2 separate regions of the Oryctolagus cuniculus genome follow, and region 2 is linked to region 1. Evidence: chromatin contacts called from public Micro-C data. All regions are on one chromosome and are shown on one strand. The core of a region is the stretch at or near the end of the contact, and the rest is flanking DNA. Distances in the headings are between cores, read along the strand shown. Region 1 has its middle 110 kb from the start of ATP1A1. Region 2 holds the start of ATP1A1 (ATPase Na+/K+ transporting subunit alpha 1).

Region 1 (7,199 bases), core at 2,163-4,662:
CTTGGTGCTCAGTGTTCCCTTCCATCAGCATTTTCTGCCCCAGGCCTTAACCTTGCAACTCAAAAAGTAGAGTCACATAATGAATGAGATAAACTGAATGAACTGCCTGCCATCCGCAAAGGAGCTTTCAGCCACCAATCAAATCCCACAAGTCGCCACCTGGAGGGAGGGTAGGGATACTAGCGAGACTTCTTGTCTGGATGTAAAATCCAGACGCTTTGTGACCTCCTCAAGGAAAGCGCTAAAGAATGGAGATGGGAGAATCCGAACAAGCATTGGAAAGACCTGGAATGGAGACTTTGAGAATGATCGCATGTCTTCCTCCACCTGCAGGGAGACCCACGCCACATGAATCCATGTGTAGCCTTTGCAACCTTTTGTTCCCCAAATCTAGATGTGACCTGGTGACCTTGGGAACTGATGGTGTCTTCACCCTGGGCAGTCGTGTATCGCTGGAGCAGAGAAACAGCCGAGCGGGAGTTGCAACAGCGGGGGCGGCTGTGCGGCCGTGGGCAAAGCCATTTTGCTTCCCTGGGATTGAGAAATGAATAATTTGTCCAGATCATTTAAGGCTTCCTTTCAAATGCCTGCATCCTCTGGCTCTTCAGACTTTGAGCTTTAAGAAACTAAGGAGGGCCGGTGCTGTGGCGCAGTGGGTTAATGCTCTGGCCTGAAGCACCGGCATCTTGTATGGACGCCGGTTCGAGACCCGGCTGCTCCACTTCCTGTCCAGCTCTCTGCTATGGCCTGGGAAAGTAGTAGAAGATGGCCCAAGTCCTCGGGCCCCTGCACCCATGTGGGAGTTCTGGAAGAAGCTCCTGGTTCCTGGCTTCCGATCGGCGCAGCTCTGGCCATTGCAGCCATTTGGGGAGTGAACCATCAGACGGAAGACCTCTCTCTCTCTGCCTCTTCTCTCTCTGTGTAATTCTGACTTTCAAATAAATAAATAAATCTTTAAAAAAGAAAAAAAAGAAACTAAGGGAGATGAGGCAGTCTTCACCAGCACCCCTCATCACCGTGCACAATCTACCCCCCAACACAAGCCCAGAGTGGCTCTGCTTTCTGGGTGAGTCCTAGCCCCTGCACGTGGGTATTCAAATGGAGTCCTAATGCCTGCTCCCAGAGTGCTGGGAATGGTCTCCCCCAACTCAACCTCTCAGTGGGTTACTCCACGTACTGGTCAGATCCATGTCCCACCCAGGCTTCACCCATGGAGCCCTAGCGCTATTCCACAATGCGGTTCCACCTCTGCTCACCTCGGCGGCCCTTCTGAAACTCGTGCTCTAGTAGGGAACGCACAAAGCCTCGGAGTTGCAGCCCGACAGAAACAGGAAGTCCTGTAACAACACTTAGGGGGGTGGGTGATTCCGCACATGGAGGAGGAGGCAGTTGTGGGAGCCTTCTAAGACAGGTGGGACTCAGCTGGGCTGAGACGAAGGCGGAGGGTACCTAGCAGAGGCAGGACAGGACCAGAGCTTGCGCAGAGGCGCTGAGGCACAGGTGAGGAGTAGCCAGTGGCCCTTTGGTGCTGGAGCTCCAAGCATCTAAGGGAGCAGAACCTAGGCATTCAGGCAAAGGGCTCGTCCCTGAGTGTCTTCCGAATCCTGGAGAAATTAGACATTGGGGCAGGAACTGGGAAATCAGACATTCTTGCACAGGGCTAGAGCACCGTGGGACTTGGACTTGAAGAGTCACCCTCAGCAGAAATGCCTGAAGGAGAGCAGGAGCACAGGTAGGAGGAGCCAGGGTGTGAGGACGCAGCCGGCCGCACCTCTGCCCCCTGGAGGTCGGGGGTGGGGGTGGGGGTGGGGGTGGGGTGAGACCAGGGCTGGAAAGGAAGGCAGCTTTGGAAAGGTGCTGCAAAGGCCACTCCTGAAGTCACAGCATCAGGAGGGGGCGTTGCAGGGAGAACCCGGCACCCGCCCTGCCAGGGCTCAGGCTGGCCTGTCCTGGGGGTTTTACCAGTGAAAATGACCGAGTAGGAATGTCAGGAAGGGAGCAGACTTAGGCAAATGGCCCCACTGTGGTCGAAATGGTGGGTTGTTCCCAGTATCTGCTTTCTTTTTTCTTTTTTATCAAAAATAGAACCCCAAACTCTTAGCCTAAAGACTTTTCCACCATTCTTACATCTAGATGTGGCCACATGACCATGTCTGGCAAGCGACTTGCAATCAGAAGTGTCAGCCTTTAGGAAAACACAGTTTTCTTGTTGGTTAGAAGGCAGACTCAATGACTGGAGCTTGAGCAGTCATCTTGAACCACGAGACAAAAACTACATGTTGAGAATGATGACGCCGTAAGATAGTGATCTGTGATGACTGTGGAGTTGCCAGGTCTGTCCAGACTGGATTTCATCGACACAGGAGAGAAATATGTATTTTGTTTATGCTACCATTCCATGTTCTCGTCCATCACTAAATCTGACCTAATCATCTAATCTTAGTCTATGACAGAACTCAAAAGCATGAAATGCCAGCTCCTCTCCACGGTTTTAAGAATAGAAATACTTGATTTGCTCTGCATTTCAGCACCCAAAAGGCCACGTTCGTCGAGACCTTGCTGGGAGCGGTCTTGGCATTACCGCGCTGGGTTCTGCAGAAGCGCTGCGAGGTCTGTGTGCTGCACAGTCACGCCCTCCTCTGCCACGGCGGGCGAGGGCACGCCCTCGGAGCCCAGGAGCCAGCTCCCCTGGAAGAACACTGCCCGCTGTGCCGTCTGTCTCTTGTTAGCATCATCATTCGTAAAACTGAAGATGCTGCAGATCTTGGAGTTAGAATCAGTTGCATTCCGCCCTGCCTTTTCTGAACTCACGACCAGGACTTCTGGGCTGGTGGCCAGTGGCCGCTCACTTCCGCGTTGCTTCTGTTCTCCTCTGTGTAGCTCTGTGATGCCTTTACGTTCCGGATGCTGTCTCACTATAGAGTCCCACATCCCAGGGGCTATGGGGCTTTGTAGTGTTGAGCTGATGGATCTGTTGGGGGGAGTCACGGGGTAGCGACAGCTCTGGTTTGTGGCATTTGCCAGTTTCCATGGTGTAAATACTCCCACCCTGACTGCTTTCAGGCTGCCAGTGCGGTTTGTAAAATGCCTGAATACCTATTCATCGATTCCTGTATAGCCAACTGGAGCACTGTGGATTCTGTTGTAGCAGAAAGGGTCCTGGGCGTTCCAGGATTTGGGGCCTGAGGGTTCTGGCACTGGTGAGCTTCTGGTGCCCTTCCCCCCGCCCCCCACTTTCCCTGAGGCCTGGCCCAGGACATCCCTTGAACCCCAAACTCTGGCCTGAGGCTCCAGCTGGCATCCTGGAAACAACCCTGTGGGCAGCAGGGGGCAGCACTCTCACGGTCCACACTCAGAGGCCTCTGCAGGAAAAAAAAAAAAAAAAAAGAAGAGGGGCCTTTGTTTGGAGCCAGAGGCTGTGTCACGAAGAGAAAGGCCCTGAGGGACAAGCTAATCAGCCTGTCCTTAGCTGACCTTCGTCCACGGCTACGGGAGCCGAGTGGACGGGCTGCGGCGGCCGTGGCGGCAGGACAATGAGAACCAGCTCAGCCAGCGGCAGGGATGGCACGGCCTCGGTACCCCGGGCGCCCATCCTGGGGGCTTCATGTGGAACACGGACACCAGGGAGGGACCCTTGTTCCCACCTACACTGCCCACAGCCCCCTTGTCCGCTGCTTCCCCGGGACGGCCAGCTGCTCCGGGTGACCACTTGGCCCAATTTGCCCAGGACAGTCCTGGCTGTTGTGTGAAAATCCCCTGTCCCCAGCCAACAGGTTGGCCACGTGACCAGTCCTTGACCAGAGCCTGCCGGGCACACAGTAGGCAATTTTTGGACCTGGATGGGATTAAGGGGGCTGCCCAAACCCACAGACAGGGTTTGATTTCACCCCATCTTTCAATTGCTCCATCGGAGGCCAGAGGAGGAGCCTGCCACAGCCTCTTTCCTCTCCTCCCTCACCTTTTGTCTCGGCCCTCCCTCCTGCCCGCCCATCCCTGCCTGCTCCCCCATGCCCCACCTGCCTCGGCACACGGTGTCCTCATGTCCCCAGGCGGCCCGGGGCCCTCCCAGGGTCTGGAGGCAGAGAACGCCATGTTCCCGGGGAGGGTGAGGCCTCTCCCAGAGGCTGTGGGGAGGGCATGCCGCAGCAGGGGGCGAGGCTGCCAGGAGGCTATGGAACAGGAGGACTGAGGCTGCCCAAAGGTGGCCCAAGGCTCCCCGGGGCCCCCGGCTTCTGAGCAGGGAGGGGCCATTCCGCTCTCCGCCAGGGGCCCAGGCCTGTCGTGACGTGGCTTATCTGTTTGCGTGTGCTCACTCCTCCAGATGGCTCCGTCTACCTCCCCCTCCTGGGGCCTCACTCAGGGAGTCAGGAGTGACAAACAGTACCCTGCACCCTGGCTTGGATGAGGACAGAAAGCTTTGCCTAAATAAACCAAGGCACAGGTGAGAACGTGGTAAATTCCTCTCCCCCTGGTCTACAGTCAGGAGAAGGGGGAGACTCCCTGCTACAGCCCCTGGGGGCTGCTCAGACCGGCTGGTGGACTTTCCAGCTTGTCTTGTGCTGCTTTTCCCAGCACTCATTGTGGTCATCATCCTGGCCTTTGGCCAGTCCCAAGCAGTGCCAGCAGTTTCCTGCCCTGGAGCCTTTGCCCAGGCCAGCCCCTCTGTCTGGTTAAGAATACCAGGCGCGATCTGGTGTAGGGAGGGAGGTCCGAGAAGCCAGCGGGAGAGGGGGAGAGGGGCGCTTTGGCTTGAAGGACGAGAAGGGGTCATGCCACCCAGCTGGGGAGCAGGCATAGACGTAGGAACGTGTTCCCGTGTGGCACACACCAGCTTGGCTGGCACCCGTGGGAAGCAGTTAAGAGGTATTTAGAAATACAGACTTCTCACGGGCTTTTTGTTCCACGTCTTCTGTGTAACCAGTCGCGCTTCATGTCAAACTCTATCACAGGCATTGAGTTCATATTTTCATTCCGTTAGTGACAAATTAGTGCAGGCACAGCCCCATTCTGGATAAAAATTGACCATCCAGGTGGAATCCTGCTGACATTGGATTTGCTGGCGCCTGCATTAACCCCAGGGTCTCTGCAGAGGCACTTAGGACTTAGGGATTTTTTTTACCAAGAGGCACAATCTTTTTGACCTTAAAGAACAAAGGTCTGCACTTCGGGCTACTTTTGGCCACTAGGTGTTGGTAAATGAATATTGAGTTTCTTGAAGAAATACGTGGAGTTGGCCAAGGAAACAAAATCCCTGATAGGATACACAGCAACTCTGGTGACCAAGACAAGGATGAAATCACTGAAGCTTTGAAGAGGCAGCGAGGGCTTTGCTGGGCCCAACCAGGACCTCTGTGGCCTTTCAAAGAGGCCATCACGTGTGCTGCACCACGGGAGCTGCGCGGAGGACCCTGGGCGTACGCACTTCTGTGGGGAGATGCTGGTACCCGCTCCTCACCTGCCTTCCACAGCGCAGGGCAGTGGTGCACCTCAAGCGTCAGGGTCCTTGGCTGGGGGGGGGGGAACAGGAGGGACCCAATCCTCAGATCGGAACAGCACGGGTTCTTTTCATAAATTCTGTGTACAAGCCTGTGGCTGATTGCTTTCCAATTTAGCTCCAGCCACCTTCCTCCTTATGCTTCTCAGAAGAGGGAGCACCAGGCTGCTGAGAGAAGCCCCAGAGTTTGGGGCCTCAAGGGGTGTTGGGCCGTGACTACTCTTTGCCTCTACCTATTTGTCTAGAAATGCGAACTTGTCAGGTTGCTCATGGCCAAGAGTCAAAGGCTGCAAAGCTAAGATGTGGATATGGGACGCTGGAGAAGGCGCCAAGAACTTCTGTTCAGTTTTGGGGTGGGGAGGCGTGAGGTGATGACTGCTCCTTCATTTCTGGGAGACTGAGGAGTCCCCCGGAATCACGTGGCCCCCAGCTCCATCCCCTCCTCCTCCCAGCGTGCCCTCTTCACCTCTGCTGCACCTGCGTCTCAGTTACGATGCCACACCCTACCCAGAACAAAGCGTTCTCTTCCAGAGTCTGGGAAGGAGGGGTTGGGGTGTGAGGGGAGGAGGGGAAGGAAGTCAGAACAGGAAGTGAGGAGGAGGAGGAGGAGAAGGAAGAGGAGGAGGAGGACTAGACAGCATTGCCTTATTGCTCTCTCCACTCTGGCTCCCACCTGCTGTCAGAGCTGAGATGGAAAGTTTTTTAAAGGAAATGAACTCTTTCCTGACAGATTTGCCATCACCAGCTGCAGCCACCATTCCCGTGTGCCGCTGCCAGGCACCGTGCTGGGAGTTTGTACTCCTTTGGGATCCACCATCAAGGAAACAGCTAAATCCTAGCGCAAGGAAGCCGGGGCTACAGTGGGTGGTGGAAACGCAAAGGCTCCCTTCTGAGAACTGGAATCAGCATCAGATTTTTAAACAAAATCATTCTTGGAGTTTACCTGCCTTTTAAAGGAGCTCCAGACAGTCTAAGCCCATGGGGTGGAGGGTGGTACAAGGGGGTCTGGGTGACCACCGCCTCTGCTGACTGCAAGGGGTTCTCATCGCGTCATGCTGTCTGTCCACTGGGGTCCCCACAGGTGAAGCAACCAGGCAGCCTGCTCTGTAGGGCTTCTTTCTTTGGGGACACGGGCTCAGGCAAGGGCTCCTGGGTGGAGGAGAGAGGCTGGGATGTGCCAATCAGCCCCTGTGACAGCTGCTTCTGTAGTGGCCACAATGGAATCAATGGCATGATTGTAGACCGGAAATTGGTTAATTTTAGGTGTAAAAATATAATGAAAAATGTCCATCCATAACATGGAATACTGTCTAGCAGTAGAAGGAACAGACTGGAGAAACGCAGTGTCTAGGCCGGATCTGCAGGCAATTGTGCAGAGTGACAAAAGCAGAGCTCAGCAGGTGACACCCTGTGTGACTTCATTCTGTAACACCCTTGAAAGGAAACAACTCTAGAGATAAAGAACAGATCCCTGGCTGCAAGGAGTTAGGGACTGGGTGCAGAGAATGGGTGTGGCCATGGAAGTGGTGCCAGGGGCCCTGAAGTGATACAACAGTGATGGACCTTGAAGGTAGTGTTGGCTGCACTGTGCTATACAAGTGATAAGATTTCATAGGCTTAAACACACACACACACATGCACACACACAGATACACACACACACACACATGCGCGAGCTTGCAAAACTGGTGAAATCTGAATGAAC
Region 2 (7,059 bases), core at 1,997-4,496, 110 kb after region 1:
TGATCCTCAGGGTGAATGTCCTGCCCCCAGGCCACGTGAGACAGCTTCAGGGCCTTTAAAAAAAAAAAAAAAACCTGCTTCTAAGTGAAGAGACTGCTTTGCTTACTTTCCCAGGCAAAATCTCTCAGAGCTGCGTTACTTATGGCTTTCCACTCTTTCATTCTTCAATGTAGATATATTTAAAAGACCATAGCCTTCTTTGAAGAGAAAGTCACTGGATCTGTTCATTTGTTGCTAAAATATCCAGAACACAATGGATCTAGAAGGTTACTGGGATGGCGCATGGATGAGTGCCAAGTCTATTGTGTTTCATAGGCTGCATTCGCTTTGTATTTTTAAATGTGGTTTAGGAATAACAGTCCCAGGAGTTTGTGACCTGGATGAACACCTTCCGGGACTGTGGGGAGGCATGGGGGGCAGGCTCCCTTCTCCTTCTTGGGTTTATGATGTGGCCTCCCCCCTCCTACTCTGCCACCCCCCAGGTGAGTCACTGCACTGTCACAAACTTACCGGCAGAGAACACTACAAGTTAGCAAACACTAAGTTACCAAAAGGAGATACACCCTCCTGAGAGAGTACGGAAAGAACCCAAGAGGCAGGGAACTCTGGAACTCCTGCCCACCACGGCCAGGCCTGGGCAACCTTCCACTCTGCCTTACAATGGGCTGAGTCTAAAGTACTAGCTTTACAGCGGCCAGAGGGTATTTAGTCACCCTTCCAAGCTGAGCTCCAAAAGGGCACTTGATAACGTTACCCTACAACCAGCATTTCTGCTGACACGTGGGGCCCTGGGGCAACCTTCATCTGGAGCTTTTCTTCCCGGCCCCTTGAACAGTCACTACCCAGAAGCTCTGCTTTCTTTTCTAGGTAACTAAGTTAATAATCAAACCAAATCCAGAACTACAATGAAGACCTGCTGGGACCCCTCTCCCTCCATCTTTTATAAACTAGACAAAACAGAAAGTTTCTAGCATTTCTAAACAGTTCTGGTGTGCACCGTGGTGAGCTAAACAGTTGTGGGTGGTAGACCTAGCTGAGGATTTAAGCCAAATCTCTGGCAGAAAACCCAGTAAGAAAGGGGGGGGGGGGGCAAATCCTATTTCATCCAGGAATGATGCAGCAGCAGCAGTTCTTTCATTTTTGTAGCAAATGCTTGGGAACTAGATCTTTTAAAGTCATATACCTGAAATGTCATCAAAAACTAGGCCCCAAACAGTACTGAGAAGAGGTGAAGAAACTAACAGTGACCTTAAAAATCAGCTGCCGGCACAGGCTTCCTGGTTAACCAATTATCAGGAGGGCTTTAGTCACCACCCCACCCACATTTTAATCCCCGTGTGGAAAAATCCCAGCATTTCTGAACACTTGGACTGTCACAGTAAGTCACTGGGGACAACACACACACACACACACACACACACACACACACTTCTACTGTGGGATGTGTCAGAGTACCCTCAACACAGAACAACCCACCAGACAAGCAGCCTCCATCTCCTGTGCAGCAGCCACTAGGCCTTCTGCTGGGATTCCTAGGGCGCGGGGGGTCGAGCCTGCACTGCCCACTCAGCCGCAATATCACGGCACCACTACTGTGCCTGGGTAGTTTTCAGAGACATCTAGATACAGGGGCACGACTTAAGTTACCCAAACATCTGCCTAGCCTCTGAATTTAGTATCACAAACACTCCCATTCCACCTGAGGATTAACTGCAGACTTCCGCATCTAAGGCAACCTGAAGGAATCAAGTGCATGTTCCAGCTCTGGAGACCACAAGCTGTTCCAGCAATCGGCCACATCTAGTCTGACCAAGCTTTTGACCTTGAGCGAGTCACCTCACCTTCCTAAGGCCTTGGGTACAAATCAACGGCCTTCACCTCCCATGAACATCAGTCCGACCCGGCTTAGGAATCAGAAGGAGTGCGGGAGTGCCCTGGAGTTCCAAGGCGTGGCTGAAGCCCAGGCCACCATCCACCAGCTTCCCGGTGGGGAGCAGAGGGGCCGTACTCTGCTCCAGGGTAGGATGCTGCTGTACCTGAGCCAGCCGTTAGGGCTTTAAAGCCTACACACTGTGCATTCCCACTCGGCTGTTTTCCCCACCAGCCCAAGGCCTTTCAGTTCCCTCCTTCAAAATCCATTTAGAGTCCCCCAAGAATGCGCCCTCCCCCTAACCCCCTCCACAATGTCCCCACCCAGGCGCCTAAGGACCTGCAAAGCCCCAGTGAGTGTCCGCACCGCGCTAAGCCCTGGAGACAATGCAGGGTTCTCTCCCACCTGTATCTCCTGCCCTGTTGATTTTTATTCCACGAACTGATGAGCCCTTTCGGAGCTGCTTTGGGGGACATTTTTCTCAAGCGACCCTTGACTCCCTTTGGGGTCCTCTGCAGGGACCAAGGTAACGAGGGCTTGGCGCGGCAAAAACGCAGGAGCGCACGCCCCTGGGCCCTCCATCGCCTGTGCCCCCCAGACCCCTCGCCACCTCCGGGGAGGCTCCCAGGCGAGCCGAGCCTGCGGTACTGGCAACAGGCCAGGCGTGCCCCCAGCCGCCCGCGGCCCGCCGGGCCAGCCCTTCGCCAGCGCAGCCTCTCGGCCTTCCAATGGCTTTAGGCCGGCGAGATGACCACCGCAAGTGGCCGGCGGCGCCTCCTGCCGAGGAAAGCGGCCACCAACGCTCTCAAAAGTATACCTTAAAGGCCATCTTGGGGCGGTGCGGACACACCCGTTCTGGCACCAGCCCGCCCGACCGGCTCCGCGGTAAGGGGAAGCCAGTTTTTCCCCTTGGGGGAGGGCGGCCGCCTCGGCGCGGAGCTGGCTAAGCCCCGGCGCCTCCGGCGGGAGGAGACTCGACCCCGAGGCTGCCCCGCCGGCGCCGGGCCGCAGCGGCCCGGGAGGGGGCCCGCGGAACGCCCCAGGGGAAGGGGAGGAGCGCGCCTTTCCTTTGGGCACGGAGGGCGGAGGGAAGAAGGAAGGCGAGACGGCGGCGAGGGCGGGCGGAGCGAGGGCAGCCAGGCGCGGGGATGCCGCCCCGAGGGCCCTGGGCGCGCGGCCCGCAGCCCACCGCCCCGCGGCGCTGCGGTCCCCCCCGCGTCCCCGCGCTCCCTCCATTTCCAGGCTGCGTCGTCTCTGAAGCCGAGCGCGCCGCCAACCCGCCCCGCGCCCGCCCGCTCGACTTCCTCCTCTTCCCGCCAGGGCTCGCCAGACACTCACCCCCTTCCCCATGGTGGCGGTACTCGGAGCCCGGCGCCGGGTCCTGTGGCGGTGGAGCGGAGAGGAGAGGAAAAGAGCAGCTCCCGGCCAAGAGCGAGCGAGCGGGGCCGGGGGAGCCGAGCGCGGGGAGCTAGGGCTGCGCCGGGCGGGAGGGAGGGAGGGCGGCAGGCGGCTCGGGCCGACGCCGCCGCCGCCGCCGCCGCTGCTGGGGCTGCTACCGCTGCTGCTGCCACGTGTCCGCCTCCTCCCGCCGCTGCTCCGCGCCCCAGACCCCGCCGCAGCTCAAGCCCGCGCCGCCTCCTCACTTCCTAAAATATGCAACCTGCGTGCCGGCCCCGCCCACGCCGCGGCACGTCACCGTTACCGGAGCAACCTGACACCGGCTGCCGGCTCGGCTCCGCCCCCGGCCCGAGCCCCGCCCCCGGCCGGGGCCGCGCCGGTGGCGGCCAGTCCCGAGCTCCCGGCAGGAGGGCGCCCGGCGCGGGACGCGCGTGGCCACGTCCTGGGAGGGCTGTGGGGCGCGCCTGCAGGCCGGGCAGCCGAGGACCCGGCGGCCATGGCGCCTGCGTGACCCGGCGGCGGTGCAGGGCGCTTACGGTCCACGGTGGGTGCGGTGCGGGTTCCCCTGGACTCCTGCAGTCGCCGCCCACTAGGAACAGAAGCTTTCCCAGCGCGTCCGGGACCTCCTGCGGGACTGAGGCGCGCCCGCCGGAGGGGCTCCGCCTTTCGGTAGGAGGCAGGCTGCTCGCCCACCTGCGGCTGGCCTCCCAGGGTCGTGGTGACCCCGAAGGTCGTGGTGACCACTCCCTGCTGGGCCTCAAGGTGGAATGGGTCTGAACTGGCCTCGCCAGAAGCCCTAGGCGCCCTCCGCATCTCCCTCCCTACAAGACCCCGAAGTGGTGACGAAGGACTCGGATCCACACCACGTGAAGGGAGCCTGCCTCCCCAGTGTGAGGACTCTCCTTTTAGGGGAGAAAAACCTGAACCCCGAAGGAATGCGTCTGCGGGCCTGTCGGTGCTGCTGCAGGCCCCACACCGGCATAGCCGCCCCTCCTCCAGCGCAGTCCGGGGTATTCCTGGCGACCAGGGATCCTCCCTCCCGCCTCTGGGAGCCGGGCCCCTCTTTGGGGCTTCTCTCTCGATTTTGATTTCTGCCCCAGCAAAGGCTGTAGAGACTGGAGCCCCTCAACACTTAAAACACAAAGTATATTATTATTATCATTATCATTATTATTATTATTAACGGTGCTTTTCTGGAAAGTCAAGTGCCCTCTGGAAAAGCGCTGGATTGGCAGGAGAAAGGCACTCCACGTCTCTGGGAATTCCTAGGAGAAACTCGGGGAAAACCTAACTTCCTAAGCAAGCCGCAGCCAACACTGTCCTCTTCAGGTATTAAATTTCACGTGAACAGATGAAGATAGGAAGCTTGGAAAAGATGGGAGGAGATACTAGCCGTTCTGTTATCAGTTACATCATTGCGCTAATTTTCATCCCCCTTGAGAAAAAGGGGGAAAAAAAAAGAAGAACTTTATTGCAGGAGTCTCTCTTGCCCAAGAATGGCATTGTTAAGGGGTGGGGTCTCCTCCAGCCATCTGCAGGCTTGGTTCAACCAGTCCAGGCCACCGGGAGAGAGGAATTGTAAACAGAACTCAAAATCGTGACCCCTAAGGGGAAAGTCCCTCCGTCCAGCCCAGGATTCCCGACACTGTGAATTCAACAGAAGGTTGGAAAGTTGTTTTCAAGGTTCCAGAAAGTGCTTCACGTTCATGCCTAACTGCCCCCATGACTCCTGCCCTGTGGGAAGCTTTTGCTTGCCCAGGACCCTTCTCCTTGTTTAAGATGAATACCCCATTTGGGCCCTGGTCTGAATGGGGAGACTGCGTGCGCGCTGGTAAGTTATCATCCATTCCTTTAACAACATAGCCCTGGTAGGCCAAGGCTTCTCTCTTTGTCCCTAGAGCTGCTACACTGGCAGCCATACGTTGCCAAAGATCCTTTTGGGAGGACCCCATATACAGTAGCTCTGAATTCTCTGCAGTTTGCGCAGCAGACAGTGGGAAACTGGAGCCCGGGGACTCTCTCGTAAGGGTTCTCAGCTAGCGAGTGGGGGCGTCTGGTCTCGTAATTGCAAAACAGTACCCATCTTCCACGTACAGTTTAGTCTCAGAATACAGAATGGCGTTTCTACGGGAAGAGAGTGATGGAAAGAATCCTGGCCTTGTCGTGTGGCGCCCTGGGCCTGCGTATGCAAACAAGGAACAGCTGAGGGTGGGCCAGGACTGAACTGTGCAAGTCCAGCTGTGAAGGAGACACCTTGGAACACTGGCAACCAAAGGTGGCAAGGTCATCTTCGTGGAAGAGGCTTCTTTCTTCCTGTCGTGAGAGTCTGAGGTATCATAGACCAACCACTTCCCTAGCCCTGTCCCTGTGTGATCGACCAAGGATAGTGGGAGGACTTTGGGGTGCCTTTCTCATTCTCAGACCACTGCAGGGAACAAATGTAGCTTCCACAGAGGGGCGGGCTGGGAGGGAGTAAGGCCCCTCTAGTCTACTTCCTATCCCATCAGCTCCCAGCTTGGGGCACAACTAAAGCGACTGGCCCAGAATCTCGGTGTTTATACACCTTGCGGCTGCCAAGTGCAGACGGGGGCTCTGAGGAGGGTTTGATGACAACTGGGGAGGGTTGACCCGCTCCGTGTGAGTAGACTCAGCAGATGTATGAAAAACATGATGCAAGTCAGGTGTTTGTGCCAAGAGCGCTGGCACTTTGGGTGAGTACTGGCTGAACTGAATAAACACACCACTGCAATTAAGGATTTTAGAATATGAGTTGGAGCCCACACCAAGATAGCATTTTTCCATAGCAAGCAAAAATTGGGGAGATCAATGAACAAGGGATTTGAATGCACAGGATTTTCTTTGCTCTAACTTGCCTGGGGTTAGCATGGAAATAACCATAAGCAGGCATACGCTTTCCCTAATTCCCAGTTCCCCTGAAAGCCAACTCGCCTCATCCTAAGCCTCCGTCCAGCCCTCCATTGCAAATCCATCCCTTCATTCCTGTCAAGAAGCGTGCCAGGGCACTTCAGTGAGTTCTGAGAAGATGGAATTTCTTTCAGTGCAAAATTTGGAAATCCATGCATAGTTTTTTCATAATAGGCACTTTCTGTACACTTTTTTAGGAATCCCTCAAATTCACGGATTTCAAAAAATTTTTCACCAAAAAGAAAACACAAAACTTAACTTGGAATTCCATTTTCTAAGAACTGTTTTCCTCCTGCTTTTAAAGATCTGGGCCAGCTGTTTGGCCCAGCAGTTCAGATACCAGGTCCCACAGCAGAGTGCCTGAGTTTGATACCCAGCTGCAGCTGCTGAAGCTGGCCTCTGGCTACTGCCCACCCTGAGGGGAGGCAGCAATGGCTGCAGTGAGTGGGTACCTGGCACCTGGATTAAGTTCCTGGCTTCCAGCATTTGCATGGCCCACTCCACCACCACCACCGCCACTACTGTGGAGTGAATCAGCAGATAGGAGTTCTCCCTGGCCCCATCTAACTTTCTTTTTCAGGCTGCTAGTTTCTCAAGTAAATAAAATAAAAGCACATTTTAAGGCACACCACAGACCATAAAAATCTGTCACCCTGATAATTCTGATACCCAAAACCCTCCCTTCCAAACTCCTTTTCTGCTCATCTCTTTGTTCCCTTTGAAAGCACCTTAATAAATTTTTAAACATATTTTCTCCAGTTAATGTTTGTTGAAGATGCCACATTTTTTTCCCTAAGAAGGGGTCCCTCTTTTTTTTTCTCTCTTATAAAGGACCTTTCCAACCTCTACCTCTGGTACTCTACAAT

The links. A called contact is a pair of places that touch in the nucleus more often than the background predicts.
Region 2: a Micro-C map of ear pinna shows a contact between it and region 1, with 9 times the contacts expected there. The contact joins the promoter of ATP1A1 here to the enhancer-like site in region 1. A contact is called at or near these places in 5 of 6 Hi-C or Micro-C datasets (ear pinna, embryonic fibroblasts, liver and 2 more).

The regions. Positions count from the first base shown.
Region 1 is chr7:53,962,344-53,969,542 of mOryCun1.1, forward strand. No RefSeq gene overlaps it. Among named protein-coding and RNA genes, the nearest start is that of ATP1A1, 110 kb to the right of the region's middle. Within about 2 kb of position 3,413, at least 3 of the 8 cell types and tissues checked have an H3K27ac peak or open chromatin away from gene starts, as enhancers often do. A contact at or near this core is called in ear pinna, where this site is marked.
Region 2 is chr7:54,069,818-54,076,876 of mOryCun1.1, forward strand. ATP1A1 (ATPase Na+/K+ transporting subunit alpha 1) reads right to left here and starts at 3,247. Exons shown (of 23, transcript NM_001163074.1): 1 at 3,209-3,247. The coding sequence starts at 3,220.